Linked DNA regions of Mus musculus: region 2 is linked to region 1. Evidence: chromatin contacts called from public promoter capture Hi-C data. All regions are on one chromosome and are shown on one strand. The core of a region is the stretch at or near the end of the contact, and the rest is flanking DNA. Distances in the headings are between cores, read along the strand shown. Region 1 holds the start of I920046F24Rik (RIKEN cDNA I920046F24 gene). Region 2 holds the start of Iah1 (isoamyl acetate-hydrolyzing esterase 1 homolog).

Region 1 (4,688 bases), core at 1,043-3,542:
GGGGCCATGCAGAAGTGAGAAGCCATACTCACAGAGGTCCTGCGTGGCTTCTCATAGACCTGGCCAATCCTGGGGTCATTTGCACAGGTAGACAGTGGCAGAGGTGGTCGGAGCATCTGGAGTCCACTGGTCCAAGACATCTCCCCACTTTGCTTGGTGTGGATGCTCGCATGTAAGTGCACCTAGCTACCTAGTATTATGGTACTTTGCTTAGCTGCTCCGGAGCAGTCATCAGTGTGTGGTCCTGAGGTGGGATATCCCACTCAGGCCAACTCACAGACCCTCAAATGAAAATCTACCAATCAAAGTACTCGCATTGTCTGGGGACCTTACCTTGTACTTGGCTGCAAGCAGCTCTGTAGCCTGCTGCTCCCGCCGTAGATCCTCCAGCATCTTCTCCTTCTCTTCTAGAAGCTTCTGCTTCTCCTCACTCACAAGGCTGCGGTCATCCTGGATGGCAGCCTTCTCCTCCTCCAGCCGTTCCTTCTGGTCCTGCAGGTAATTCTCCATGTTCTTCTCCAAAGCTGCCTCCAAGATGGGCTGGGGTGGGTGGTGATTGTTGTTGTTATCATCTTCCTCTTCGGCCACCCAGGCCTCAATCACGGACCCCTCTGGATAGCCGGCTGGGGCAGACACGGCCTTCTTTCTACGACTGCTCTTTCTCCGAGGTCGCTTGCCCAGCATCCCCTTCTTCTCCAGCTGGGCCTTCAAGCGAGCGATCTCTTCCTGGAATTCCCTCAGCAGTGTGTCCTTGGGGTCCTCGTTCACCCGCGGTTTGTTCTTGATGTTCTTGGCTCGGTTGGCAAAGCGCAGGGTAGAGAGGCTCTCGTCGTAGCTGTGAGAAGCTGGACCCAGTGTGGCCACCATGATGGTCTTGGCATTGCCCCCCAGTGAGTCTTGGAGCAGCCGGGTTAGCTTGGAGTCCCGGTAGGGGATGTGGGTGCTCCTGTTGCCAGCCAGAGCAGCAATCACATTGCCCAGGGCGGACAGCGAGAGATTGATTTTAGAAGCTTCCTTAGGCCTCTCTCCGCTGCTGGCAGAACCACTAGCGCTGCCACTTCCACTCCCACCACCAGCTGTTGGCTGTGTGGCTGGCCCTCCAGCTGCGTTGGGACCAGCCTTGTTCTGTCTCTCACTGCCGGCCAGGTCTACCAGGTTGAGCTTGCCTACTCGGATATGATCCTGGCCATCAGAGCCACGCTCACTGCACTCCACTGTGATAACAAAGATGGCATGGGACCGAGAGCTGACCTCATTCATGTGGGTGCTGCCCACTGCTCGGGCTTGGTTCCCCAGGTTCATCACATGCTCAATCTCCTTGACATTCTTGGTGACAAAGGAAGAGAGGTCCTTGATGTAGACCCCTGTTTCAGGATTCTCCTTCAGCTCTAGCCTCTTGCCTGGCTCCTTGGATAGCAGGTCTCGGATCTCCTCCTGGTAGATCTCCAAGTAGGAAGCACGAACCAGGTACTGCTGGTTCTGGGAGCGGGAGATGTGGGTGAAGATGTGCTCAAAGGCATTCGGGATAACCCCGCGGAGCTCTGGCTCCACCCAGGTCCCCTGCATGGTGTAGGTCTTGCCAGTGCCAGTCTGGCCATAGGCAAATACGGTGCCGTTGAAACCCTGAAGCACTGAGTCTATCAGGGGCCTCACCGTTTCGTCATACAGGTCGGCCTGCTTGGAGCTAGCATCATACACAGCATCAAAAGTGAAGGTCTTGGGCAGCTCCCCGGGTGCCGCGCGGGGGTTTCGCAGAGTCACCTGGCCCAGTTTCACGTCCATGGTCAGAATCTGCTCATGACCAGCAGCCTCCTCCTTCCTACTGAGGGGGCGGCACCGGGCCACCACCTTCAGGGCCTCGCTGGCCTTGGTCTTACTGGCCATCTTGCACCTCTGTCCTTCCAGGTGGGCCGCTCTGCAGCCTGGGCGGTCCTTCTGCCCTACTCCTAGGTCGGGATCAGTCGGGCTGGCCCAGCCCTCAGGCACCTCTCTTCAATCCGCATGCAGCCTACCAGGGTGGGGATGCAGGGAGTTGGCCCCGAGACTGCTGCAGTCCAGGCCTCCACAGCTCTCCGCGGCTTTCTGTGCACAGTCTGGAGAGGTAGAATTAGGCAGAATCCCTAGGTTACCGCGCAAGCTGCTCCTGCCGAAGGGTAGTGCCTGGAATCCACCCCATGCTGGAGCAAGAGTGAGCGCTACGGCTACAGCTTCGGCAACAATGAGATAAAGGAAGAGGAAAATGAGATGGGGGTGGGCGGCAGAGCTGTCTTTTCCTCCTCCTTTTTCCCTTCCCCTAGGGATCCATGGCGGGGGATGCGAGTCCTGGGCGGCTCGGAGGGTCCCGATCCTCCCGAGGTCAGAGGCTCACCTGGAGTCCTCCCCTCCGGGTGGAGGATCATTCATTGCAGCCAAGGCTGGCTGCTGTTGCCTCTCCTTCGCCTTCCCCGCCGCCGCCACCGGAGAATGAGAGAAAAACAGAAAAGGATGGGGCGGAACAGCGGCGGTGAGAGTGATGTTGCTGCGGCCGCTGCGCTGCGGCCCGGGTTAGGTCTCCCGTCTGGGGTGGGGCAAGGGGCGGGGCCGCGGGGCGGGGAACAAGAGCCCGGCGCGGCCCTTGGGCGAGGGACAGCGGTGCATCGCCGCCCGCACCCCACGGACCCCTCAGGGATGACAGGCTCCGGTGCCCACCCAGGTCCCGCGCCCACCAGTCGGATGCGGCGCAGCCACCGCCAGCCGTCACCCCACCGAACCCGAGCATGCTGGGAGATGTAGTCCTTCCTTTGTTAACCCGGTTCTGTCAGGTTGCTAATGCTTTCTCCAGTCCTCAAGTCTGGGAGCCCCTCCTCCCACATGCAACCCCTGAGTGTGTCTGCTGAGGCTGCACTACCCACGCGTGTTCTCTCGGCAACCGCCATTCTCGGTTTCTCACTGCTCCAACCATTTTGCTTGCAGATGGGCACATGTCACTGTCCTCCATTTCTCAGGGTGTCACCAGGCCTCCTAGAGCTTAAACTCCTAAACATTATTGGGCTCTGTGTTTTCTCTCCCTAGTCTGGTTTACTCCTGGCCTTCCTTTTAACGCTCTGCGGGAAGCACAGTTAACTGATTCCACCTCTTGTGTCTGTACATGGCCTCTGGCTCCAACTACTTCTCCATGACCTTAGGAAGGCCTGTCCATCTTCTGACCTCTCAGCCTACCTCCACTACTCTGATCCAGTCTATACTCCTAAAAACCATGCTGACACACTTTTCTAGCTCACGTGGAGCCCTGGCACTATTCTAGGCGCCGAACCCTTCTTAAGGAGACAACAGGCTGTAATAGAAATGACAGTTGCACCCTTGTGCCTTTGCCCAGAGATCCTGTTACAGTCCTTCCTCTACTGCTCTGCCACTTGGGCAGCACAAGCATTTCATCATCTGTGAAGCTGTGCTGGTTAATTTTTGTCAACACAATCTAGAGATGTCTGGGAAAAGGAAATCTCGACTGAGGAATTGCCTGCATCTGATTGGTCTGTGGGGTATATTCTTGATAGCTAATTGATGGAGGCGAGAGCCCAACCCACTGTGGGAGGTGATCCCCTGGGCAGGTAGTAATGGGTTGTATAAGAAAGATAGCAGAATGCAAGTCTGGAAGCCAGCCAGTAAATAATGTCTCTCCATGATTGCTACTTCAAGCTCCTGCCTTGAGGTCCTGATGCCGGAACCCTGCAGCGCAAATAAACCCTCTCCTCCCCCAGTTACTCTTGGCGGGCAGTGTTTTATTACAGCAACAGAGAAGCAAATTAAATCAGAAACTCTAGGGCTGGAGAGATGGCTCAGTGGTTAAGAGCACTGACTGCTCTTCTGAAGGACCTGAGTTCCATTCCCAGCAACCACATGGTAGCTCACAACCATCCGTAATGAGATCTGATGCCCTCTTCTGGTGTGTCTGAAGACAGCTACAGTGTACTCATATAAGTAAAAGTAGATAAATTTTTAAAAAGATTTATTTATTTATTTTATGTATGTGAGTGCACTGTAGTTGTACAGATGGTTGTGACCCTTCGTGTGGTTGTTGGGAGTTGAATTTTTAGGACCGCTGCTTGCTCTGATCAGCCTCGCTCCTCGCTCTGTCCCTGCTTGCTCCGGACCAAAGATTTATTTACTATACTGTATAAGTACACTGTAGCTGACTTCAGACATGCCAGAAGAGGGCGTCAGATCACATTACAATTGGTTGTGAGCCATCATGTGGTTTCTGGAATTTGAACTCAGGACCTTCAAAAGAGCAGTCAGTGTTCTTACTAAGCCATCTCACCAGCCCCTGGATAAATCTTTAAAAAACAAAACCAGAAGCTTTCTCTGACTGGGTGCTTCCATAGCAGAAAAAAAGAAAACGATGGAATTTATATCAATTAAACCTTGGGCCTAGCATTCCAGATCCTGTATGGTGCATATGTGCACTTAGGTGTGTGTGGGTGTGTGCACGTGTGCATATGCATGTGCACATGCATGTCTCTCTAAGTCAGAGATTGACCTCATTGGAAAAAAAATGTTAGCAAGGTGACTTTAATCTTAACTCTTGGGAGGCAGAATCTCTGAGTTCAAGGCCAGCCTGGTCTACAAATCAAGTTCTAGGATAGTCAGGGCTACACAGAGATTTTTGAATTTTATTTTATGTATTTGAATGTTTTGCCAACATTATATAT
Region 2 (4,688 bases), core at 740-3,239, about 18 Mb before region 1:
CTCCTCTGTCACCAGGGGGCGCATGCCCCAGAAGCAAGCCTTCTGCTGCCAACTGTATCAGCTGAGGACTTAGAGGGCAGGAACAGACAATGAAAAGTACTTTCAGGTGAGTTCAAGGAGGCGGTCATATGGGAAATGAGCCCTAGAGTACCTGAGCCAAATCTGACCACATCAAAGCCCAAAGAAACCCACACAGGCGAGCGAGCCCCAGGAACACTCAGTTCCCGGGAAAGCTTTCTACTGGGAGATACAGAAGCAGTCTGGTGGGAGAGTAATATAAACATGTATTTGTTTGAGTCCAGGCAAACCAAAGGTGATCTAGGGATGTCCTTACCTTTGAGTGAAGAGTCATTGGCACCAAAGAAGATTGTAACGGCCACTGGGTTTTCCATCCCAGGCCCTTTCCTGATAAGTCTTGGGAGGATAATCTTGGCCCATCTGGTGTTATAACCTGAAAATCCACGATTCAGAACATCACACTTTCTGAAAGAAATTGGTTAAAAAGATGGGTTATGAGCTAAGAGCATAACCTAGTCCTGGGAGCTGTCCATAATTAACCCGTGTTCTGTGAACCTTATGGGAACGCTCACCCTGCCCAGACTCCTCATGTCCCTCAATGAGATATGAATTCCATACAAGGGTCTAATTCTATACATTTTAGTGGTGACTCAAGGTACATCTAAAATGGACTTTCCGATAGACGTTAACCAAACGGGTACAGAACGTTAGGAACCCACTAACAGGCTGGTTTGAAAGGTTCCAGGAAGGCAGAGCAGCCAATACAAGTGCTGCTGGTTCCCATGTGGTAGAAACTCGATTTTGTTGAACCTGAATTCCTTTCCTTTAACATGTATCCAGGAGGGGAAAGCTAGCAGATAAAAGCCTCCACCATTCACTCTGACTATGCTTCCCACCAGAAAGTAGCCAAGTACAATCTAGGAACTGTTCTTACCTGACTAGTCTGTCAGCCAGCAACGAGCCCCATCCACCCTGCTGGAAAGAAAACTGAAGAAAGAAGTCTGTTACTACCCACACAGCTATACACTATGGCATGGTGGTGGGCCAGGCCTGTTAGATGCAGACTCCGTTTAGACACTCCCAGGCTTCTTTCTTGCCTTCCTTGCTTGGGAAGGTATTTTGAGAATTACTGTGGCTTCACTTGGAAACTCTCTGGACATGAGAGGGTTTTACTGTGACCTAACATTAGAGACATTCGTTATCTGAACAGCAGAAAGCTCAACTATGTTGAGTCAGCTGACATAATGTTATCCCATTTCTCCACAGCTGAAAACTAAGGAAGCCTATGCTCTATTGATTTCCCTGACAGTCATGGCAATCCTCCAGCAGTATTGCGCCATCTCGCCCACTCACAAAAACTTAATGCCCAATATCTAAAAACAATGTTGCCAATTACTAGGGAAAGCCAAGCCCGCGTACGAGTAAATTGTGGAGAAGCGTCTTTTTTTGTTTTGTTTTGTTTTTTAATCTCCCTGAAGGAAGGCATCTTGAAGAATTTCCTCAATCGGGAACTATATGTTTTCAGATAGGGTTACTTTTTCATGCTGTTGAAAGCATTGTTTTCAAAAACCACTTGGTACTGGACCTAAGCCGCTTGAGGAAGAGAGGAGTGAACTAGTCGGTTCAAAGTTCAAAGTAGCTTCGGTGAAGAACCCGCAGGAGGTTGCAACCAAGCGAAGGCGGACCCTTTAAGCTCCCGTGCACCCCGACGCGCACCGGGCCATCCAGAGTCCGGGGGAGTCGGGCAGCTCGGGATCCGTACCGGCTCGCGGAGCACGGTGGGGTGGGGGAGAACCGCGCCTGGACTGCTCCGACACGCACGCGGATGCAGCCGAGGGTGCGGCGGGTACCTGCGTGATGGAGTCCCCGAAGAGCAACACGCGAGGCCAGAGCAGAGCGCTCCCGCTAGCAGCTCGCTCGCACAGCGACATGGTAGAAAGCCCAAAACCCCGCAGGGCTGCGCCGGATGTGGAGGAGCCTCGCGCCGTGGGCGGAGCTAGCTGCGGGCGGGGCTAGCCGTGGGCGGGGTGAGCCCCAGATCAAACCTCTTTGCACTCAGGTCTCCTGAAGCGAGTGTCCCCGGCCGGGTGAGTCCTGCCACCGGTTCACCCCAACCCCGCCTCTCCGAGACTGGGGATAGCTGTGGTGCTTGGAAATCTCGTTTTTAGCAGGAGCACTCGTCCATTTTTGGCCATGCCCAAGTGGAGGATTTCCTCTTCCAGTACTGGACTTGATGGGCACAGTAAAAGATAGAGGTGTCTAGGGACCCTCACTGTAGACCGCCTGACTTCACGGTATCACATGCCCCAGCTATTAAAAGGAAATTTCTAGTTTTATGTAATAAATTTTTGTATGTTATGGGGGCCCTAGGCTTTTGGTATAGGCCAAAAACATGGGAATTTGGCTGTTTTATAGAAATTTCATTTTAAGGAAGTCAGATTTACACTGTTAGCAAAGCACCGGAGCGTTTACACACCCAAGAGGGTAGGTAGACAAGACAGGCTACATGGGCGAAGTTCTTTGCCTTGATAGTGTGCTCTGAAGGAGAAGCACTCCCTTGAGAAGGGTGACAATCCCAGCAAGGAACTGAAGTGTTGCTATTTTACATAGATAGCAAACCTGGCCTCCAGGTTCTTTCAGCATCGCTGCTCAGCCCCTACCTGGTACCCTGCCCCCAACCCTGGACTGTCCAGCACAGGGGCTGGACTCTTCTGTAGTAGTCAATGAACTTTTTTTTTTAAGATTTGTTTATGTATATGAGTACGCTGTTCAGATGGTTGTGATTGTTGGGAATTGAATTTAGGACCTCTGCTTGCTCTGGTCCAGCCCCAAGACTTATTTATTACTATATGTAAGTACACTGTAGCCATCTTCAGACAGCAGATCTCATAACGGGTGGTTGTGAGCCACCATGTGGTTGCTGGGATTTGAACTCAGACCTTCAGAAGAGCAGTCAGTGGTCTTACCCGCTGAGCCATCTTGACAGCCCTGGGACCAGTGAACTTGATGGCCCAACAAACCTGCGTTTTTTATGTACTTGAATCTGGCTTGAACTGACTAATTTTAACATCAGAGAAACATCACTGAGCTCCACCCACTTTCTCCTTGGTCTGAATTTTATGTCCTTTAGAAAACCAGACTAATGAACTAACTCACACTACATCTGAGGCATAAAACCCCATCTCTGAATTGAACATGTAGATCCCATAACAGATGAGTCCTAAAAGTGGTGGTTTTAGAATCATAAGCCAAGGAATTGGGTAAGGGTGTGGAGAACAGGGGTTTCAAAGCTGTGGCACAACATTTGCATTCAACTCAAAACTCAGATTTGCCAGTACAGACCAGAGGAAGACAGACGGAGAGCTGAAGATTTCAGCATACACTGCGGAAAGTGCCTGGAGGCAGACTCAGTGTGGTGCTCAGGCAGAAGTGGCTCCCTTGAGGATTAGTTGGAGAATAAAGGACACATCAGTTGGTGGTCCTGCAGTAGTCAAGCCATCTGATGCAAAAGTAAACAGGCACCCCCGGAGAAACTAAGGTTATTTTATTTGAAGAACAGAAGTTAACTCTTGGCTGAGTGTAAAAAAGTCTGGGAGTCTGGGAGGCAAGGCTGTCAGTGCACCGGCGTCAGAGCCTCGTACAGTCTCTGGGCGGCCAGTTCCACCATTTCTCGGAGGGATTCATCATCTTCACTTCCTTCTTCACATTCTACAGCCTGAAAATAAAAGCGCCAACTTCAGCCTAGAATTATCCCCTGCATGAAAATGAGCACTCTAAGCCCTGGAGGCAGATTGCCAGGATATGAGCCACAGACTCACCCTCCTGTCACCTGCAGTATCTCTGTCAACACAGTGACTGGAGAGCCAAGGGTGGGGTGGGGTGGGGGTGGGGGATGCCTAGAGCTTTGGACCAAAGAAAGCCCCCATCTCTGTTCATTTCTTGATGGCCATGCAACTGAGCCCGTGTAATACGAATTACTGAGCCAGCAATGAACTTGGTGAATTGTTCACCGCTGGGTGTGAATTTGACTTTAACCATCCAACAGCCACTGCCTTGCGGCTGCTGATTTAAACTGTTAGTCTCACTGTACACACGGTACTCCACTCTTGTTGTAGCCCAGGCTAGGCTGGAGCTGGGGATCGTCTGCCTCAGCTCCCTGAGCAGTGGCTTACAGACATGCATTACATTACCCACCGAGCTTAGAGCAGCTCATGTGGTACAGCCCAGCTACAGAGCACAGTTCCAGCCCAGCCTGGACTATAGTGTTACTGTTTTAAAGCTGGTGTAGTGATGCCTGCCGGATACTCCAGCAATGGTGAGGCTAAGGCCAGCCTGGACTACAGGATAAGAACCTATCTTGTAAGACCCAAGGCTTCGTTCCACTAAGGCACTCACCATCTGAGCCACCAAACTGCTCCATCTAACTGCCAGGGCTGCAGTCTTATTCCTATTGTCACCCTACTCCTCAAAAGTCTTGACACACTTGGATAGCTACGTACCCGAGTCTCCAGATTAATATTTGCTGTTTTCCCGTCCACTGTGACACTGAGGACGGAGTCATCTTTCACACTGACACAGTCTTCTCCAAATATGTCCCTTTAAGTGAACAGAAATTCGGCATTACTGGGAAAGTCCAAATTCACCTGTTTGGGGAGGAGGTCCAAGTCCTT

Evidence for each region. Promoter capture Hi-C pulls out the DNA fragments that hold promoters and counts their contacts.
Region 2: a contact with region 1 is called in a promoter capture Hi-C map of cranial neural crest. The contact joins the promoter of Iah1 here to the promoter of I920046F24Rik in region 1. A contact is called at or near these places in 3 of 39 promoter capture datasets (cranial neural crest, pre-B cells and second pharyngeal arch cranial neural crest).

The regions. Positions count from the first base shown.
Region 1 is chr12:3,363,177-3,367,864 of GRCm38.p6, reverse strand. I920046F24Rik (RIKEN cDNA I920046F24 gene) reads left to right here and starts at 2,292. Exons shown (of 1, transcript NR_164312.1): 1 at 2,292-4,356. It overlaps Kif3c (kinesin family member 3C), which reads right to left and starts at 2,733. Exons shown (of 8, transcript NM_008445.2): 1 at 334-2,733. The coding sequence starts at 1,884.
Region 2 is chr12:21,313,693-21,318,380 of GRCm38.p6, reverse strand. It overlaps Iah1 (isoamyl acetate-hydrolyzing esterase 1 homolog), which reads right to left and starts at 1,989. Exons shown (of 6, transcript NM_026347.3): 1 at 1,869-1,989; 2 at 953-1,005; 3 at 335-483. The coding sequence starts at 1,949. Cpsf3 (cleavage and polyadenylation specificity factor 3) reads right to left here. Exons shown (of 18, transcript NM_018813.3): 17 at 4,518-4,614; 18 at 3,325-3,733. The coding sequence ends at 3,632.